Regions from separate parts of the Mus musculus genome. Here region 1 is linked to region 2. A link is a contact called in public HiCAR-type data. All regions are on one chromosome and are shown on one strand. Each heading gives the region's core, a stretch centred on a gene start, on an enhancer-like site or on the middle of the called end of the contact. The rest is flanking DNA. Distances are from core to core; before and after follow the strand shown.

What was found. HiCAR-type assays count read pairs that join an accessible place to other places.
Region 1: a HiCAR-type map of fibro-adipogenic progenitors shows a contact between it and region 2, with 8 times the contacts expected there. The contact joins two enhancer-like sites. A contact is called at or near these places in 2 of 39 promoter capture datasets (hippocampal neurons and liver), 4 of 15 datasets of contacts at CTCF or cohesin (the NIH/3T3 cell line, hippocampal excitatory neurons, liver and 1 more), 120 of 484 Hi-C or Micro-C datasets (the 3T3-L1 cell line, the AML12 cell line, B cells and 67 more), 11 of 115 datasets of contacts at active chromatin or transcription factors (PVALB interneurons, astrocytes, bone marrow-derived dendritic cells and 7 more) and 1 of 9 other capture datasets (embryonic tail).

What each region holds. Positions count from the first base shown.
Region 1 is chr3:66,239,218-66,242,025 of GRCm38.p6, forward strand. All of the region lies in intron 4 of Veph1 (ventricular zone expressed PH domain-containing 1), which reads right to left. Among named protein-coding and RNA genes, the nearest start is that of Ptx3, 21 kb to the left of the region's middle. Within about 2 kb of position 1,449, at least 29 of the 459 cell types and tissues checked have an H3K27ac peak or open chromatin away from gene starts, as enhancers often do. A contact at or near this core is called in the C2C12 cell line, fibro-adipogenic progenitors, granulosa cells and 1 more, where this site is marked.
Region 2 is chr3:66,006,417-66,009,116 of GRCm38.p6, forward strand. No RefSeq gene overlaps it. Among named protein-coding and RNA genes, the nearest start is that of Ccnl1, 50 kb to the left of the region's middle. Within about 2 kb of position 1,400, at least 42 of the 459 cell types and tissues checked have an H3K27ac peak or open chromatin away from gene starts, as enhancers often do. A contact at or near this core is called in the C2C12 cell line, fibro-adipogenic progenitors, granulosa cells and 1 more, where this site is marked.

The DNA of each region.
Region 1 (2,808 bases), core at 199-2,698, 230 kb after region 2:
TCTTGGATTTAAAGGCAGGCTTCTACTCACTCGCTATCAAATGTCCTCTTAATCAGGTAAGGAAGTTCTCAACATTTTCTAGTTTGATTTGTAATCCTATAAGACATGTTTACCCACATCATAATCCTCCTCCTGCTCAGGTGTTTACTGTTGGGTAATTCAAATAGGAAACTATTTTGTATTCCTGGGACAAATCCAACTGGGTCATTATGCACTTTATAAAATGGGTTAGCAACAGTTCCTCAGCCACAGAATACTTGGAGGAACAGTATGAGTCAATAGGAAAGCTCTAGTCGGCACTCAGGAAATGTTACATAGTTTCCTCCAAGCCTTGCTAGAGTGTTTTCCTTATGTGTTTATTCCTGCTGTGAACATCTATGCCCGTGACTAAGATGAATGTCTGTTTTCCTTTCTGATAATGCCCCATGTCTGGTGTTGGTTTGTGGATATACCAGACTTGCAGAATTAGATGGAACATATACTTCCTTATCAATTATCTGGAAAATTAAGATAAGATTCTAATCATCTACTCATTGTATTATTTGTTAACACTTTCCAACAGAGCTGTCAAGACAGAGTTTTTCCTGGTGGCAGAATTAAAGACATTAGTGTAACTGACTTGCTGCTATTCAATTTTGCTCGTCCTTAGCATCCAATCATTCAACACTCTCCACCTTTAATTCTTCTTCCAAAAAGAGGATCTTTTTACAGTTCTTCTTCTTCTTATGAAAATTCATTAGATATGAAAATAAGAAAAAAGTTGCAAAGCTTGGCTTGGGATTATTCAAACATTTTCCTTTAGGGGTAAATATACAATCCCATTTCATATGATTTCTCATAATTGAATTATAAATATAGGAGGAGGAATTTGATTTGCAAAATAATATAATTTTGAAAAACAGAATCAATGAACTGTTATGAGCCAAGTCTAAATAAGGGTAGACAGCACCAGCAACCAAGGCCTTGGACCTCATATGCTCAACCATTGAGTTGGAGTTTTAAAGACAATAGTGGCATTGTCCAAGAAATTTATAATTGATAAGAACTTTGGAATAACTGCGGACACATTGAAATGCAAGTCTTGGCCTGGAAAAGCATTGAGCTGAATCCCATGGGAGAGAAAACAGTAAGTTAAACTGTAAGTACTATGTAAAGCTTAAAAGATCAATTTAAAACCAAAGAAATTACTGAATATATAAAATAACTTTTTTTTTTAAGAAAACTTTTGGAGACAGTAGCCGAAGATGAGATCAGTAGAAATTAAAGACTCAATTGTGTGGCTAGCTGGCTCAAAGGTTGCATTAAGCTTCTAAACAGGGAGGGACATTCATCAAGTTCTCATGGAGACAGACCTTACATATTATGATCAGCCATGAACTACACACTGCATAGTGTGCTGACAAGAAAACCAGAATTCAGTCCACAGGGAAGGGACCAGAGTGCATCTTGCAAAGTGACTCAGAATTAGGTAATCTTTGGCTGAGTCACAGTGAGCTAACAGAGAACCTGCTTGTTATGACTGGAGAAGGAAACAGCTGTGAGAAATGATACTCCATCTTTGAAAGCTCATCACACCAAAGAGGCTCAAGAGGAAGGCTTTGGCTAAAAGCAAAAGGCCACAAGAAGAAAACATCTATGTCATGATATGAACCAAATATTCCAGCAATATGTGGGTTTGCCCAAGAACACTCCAGCTCTCCTGGCACTAAAGGTACACAAATATATGCAGGCTGTTGTGATTGTTACCATCAGCATCTTAGCTAATATTTATCTAACTAAGCTGTTAGATAAATGCCATTGTCTGAATATCTCAGTTTATACATAAAAATGCAAGCACAACCAATATGCAGGGGAGCTGGGACTGCATAGTAGAGGTGGCTCTGGGGTGAAGTGTCAGGGTTCTAGTCAGCTGCTCATGTACAAAATGACAAAGTGGAGATTGGTGGCTTCCACGTAATCCCTGTTCATTCACACAGCTGCCTGCACATCCTCTGAGACCCACTACATCCTAACTCCACACTCATGTGGTTCTGCTGCAGCCCACGGCCATTTCCTTTCTTTTCTGATCTCAACAGACAACTAATATACACTATTTGCCTGCAAACAGGATGCATCAGTTCCGAACCAGGTTGCCAGAGTTGGCCTGGAAACAAAAAATGTGATTGGATACAGACTTTGTGTAATTGGTTTTCATAATGATGTGAACTGGATGGCGTGAAGGCCCATGCTTCAGGACATAAAATAAAGCATAATAAAGCATAATAAAGCATAATAAAGCGATACACCAGAAAGGTGCAGAGCTGCAACTTTTGGGACCACCACTGAGGCCTGAGGCAGGTCAACGGGAAATCTGATCTACTCATGGACTTCCAGTCACGGGCCAACAAAGAGTTGCACCTCTTCTTTCTCTCTACACTCCCCACCCCATCGTCTTCCTTTTAATTTCTCTCTTCTTCCTCCTCTTTTTCATCCTCACCATCCTCCTTTTTTTCCTTCATCCTCCTCTTCTTCCCCTTTATGTTTCTCCCCACTTCCTTTTCCTTTTCTTTTCTCCTCCCTTCTTTGTCTTCTTCCATCTCCTCTTTTCCTCCTCCTCTTCCTGTCTCCTTCTCCCTCCTTTTCTTTATCCTCTCCATCATGTCACATATATCAAGGTCTTCTGTTACTTAAGGTGTTACTGTCCAGTACAATGGGATAATAGGATTTCTGCTTTGCAGGTCTCACAAGTAACCCTGATCTAGTTAGCACAAATGGATTGATACAATGTTTGTCATGACCGTTGTCTGATTTTATTGCTTTAATGTTATT
Region 2 (2,700 bases), core at 150-2,649:
TTGCCAGGTACTTTTGGCAGCCGAAGAGGAGGCAGATGTCAAGGACGACCAGAGTCAGCCTGGGCTAAGATAGATCAATTACCCTTGAAGCCCCCAACTTTTCCAAAAAGGAACTTGCTAAATGCCACTGGCAAGATCCACCAACTGCATTGGGGACATCTCTAATAGCACTGGAGTAATTGTCTCCCTTAGTCACATCATCAGAGATATATAACCCCTTCCACATATGACAGCCCTTATCTGTGAAGGAAAAGAGAAGAGCCTTAGAGGAGTTTAAATTGTGATTTGTCTGTGTATGTGTTTGGAAGAGGATATTTAAATAAAGACTAGCCTGGAATTTACGATCTTCCTGCCTCAGCCTCCTGAGTGCTGGGATTACACGTGTGTGCTACCATGCCTTGGCACTGATTGTCTCCTAACTGGCAAGTTAATCCTTCTCTCATCTCATTGGATCCTACTATCTTCAAAGGTGGGAATAGGAGGCTGCATGGGAATTTGTATCATTTATAGAAAGATACATTGTTACTATTTTAGTTGAGGTAATCATTGCTACAATAAAACACCATGGCCAAAAACAACTTGGGGAGGAAAGGGTTTATTTGGCTTACAATTCTCCATCACTGCTTATCCCTGAAGGAAGTAAGGACAGGAACTCAAATAGGGCAGGACCAGAAGACAGGAACTGATGCAGAGGTTATGGAAGAAATGTTGCTTACTGGCTACATCCCCATGGCATGTTCAGCCTGCTTTCTTATAGATCACCAGCCCAAGCTGGATACTACAGGCTGAGCCTTCTCCAGCCATCACTAATTAAGAGAAGACCCCATAGAACTGCCTATAACTTGATCTTATAGATCTGTTCTAAACTGAGGTTCCCCCTTCACGGATGACTTTGACTTGTGTTAAGTTGACATAAACCCAGCCAGCACAGCTGCCATCCTCTGCCATCCTCTTGGTGTACTAGTTACAATGTTTCATAAAATCTTATCATGAGTGTTTTTGTATCTCCATCTCATCATAGTGCCTGGGTGGGAAGAGAAAGAGGCTGAAAACTGGTGTTTGAATGGGAGAAAGGAAGGGGAGATAAAAAGAGACATTTAAGGTGCTGAAGAAGGAAGGAAGGAGTAGTTAGAACAGGGTGTGTGTGCAGAAGGAAGTGGGGGAGGAGAGAACTGAGGACACACTGGGGCAAAGCAGCTTGCTTCCAGCCTTGTCTTTGGAAGAACTAGTGGAGTTAGGAGGCACCTCAGAAAGTCTACTCCAGGTCAGGCCAGGAGACACCTGCCATATCTCCTCAGGAGTCCTCTCAGGGAATCCATCTCCATTCCACCCTTTTGGACTTGCTTTCCCATGTTCATTCTGTGCTTCAGTGTTCCCAAGCTGGCTTCAAGTGGTCACATGAGTCATACTCTAGTCATCCAGGCTACAAGTTGCCAGATTCCCATTATCATGAAGTTTGTTTTGAGTCTAGTTTCTTGTGTTGAAATTGACAACATCCCTGCTGGTTCCACGGGTGAGGAGTTTGTCCCTGGCTCCTCAATACTTTTGTAAATTGAAATTTATTATGAATCAGCCTCTAGTTCTATTGTTTTCTTTCTAGGTGGTATAACACCCATTTCTTTTCTCTTTTCTCATTAATTGTCAGTCCTCCTACATGTTTTAACCACCTTTAGCCTTTCCTGGGATTTGTCACTTCTGGCTTCAGTTAACTAGCAAACACCACAAGTGGCTGGTGTAAGTGTCCATGAGTCAGGCTCTACCTCACCACGTTCCATTTCTTTCTTCAGACAATTTACTTCATTAAACAGAAAGCCAACCTCTAGTTATAATGATTTCAGCCACCTCCCAGTTTATTTGTCTTCAGATTTAGGCCTCACTGCCTTTTGCAATACATTGGCTAGACATCAGTGTTCCAAGCTTGTTTAAACTCTAGGGTTTCAATATCTGCAGAATCGATCAGTGGTGGCTTGAATACTGTGTAGTCATGACTTGCTACGGTTGTGTGTGCACTAAACTTGTGTAGACATTTCTTCATCATTATTCTCTAAAGAATACAGTATAATGGATGACTTCTATTGCATTAGCTATTAGAAGGAACCTGAGGATAATTTAAAGTAGGCAGGAGGAGGTACATAGATTCTGTTCAAACACCACAGCATTTAATGTCTGGGGCTTGAGCATCTGTGGCCTCTGGACTCCACAGGGGTCCTGGAACCCGTCTCCTGTGGCTACTCTGGAATAGCTGTGCTTACAAGTTTGGTTTATTAAAATGTGTAGTGTGTGTATTTACTTAAAATGAGAGCACTTTGAGACCATCATAAATGCCTATTTTGGTTGATTTCTTGCCTAATGAGGCATTATATAAAAAAATGCTGAACATTCCATTCAACCATGTGGGACACACTAGGAATTCTGAAGGATTGAATTTCAGAACTAGGCAGTGGGAAAATGTCATAGAATTATGAGAAGTAGGAAATGGTAAGTTTATATTTTTTTGGGATTTTTTTTTCTATGTGGAGAAGTAGGGGAGACAGTTTCTGAATTTCTCATATGCACTGCCTCTTCTGTCAAATTCTGTAGGTTACCCATATGTAGATTTGAAAGTAGTGGTTTCTCTTTGTTACTTAATTCTATTTTTTTTTCCCCTGAGACGATGTGTCAAAGTGGATCTGGAATTCTGCAGCCTCTGAGTGATGGCAT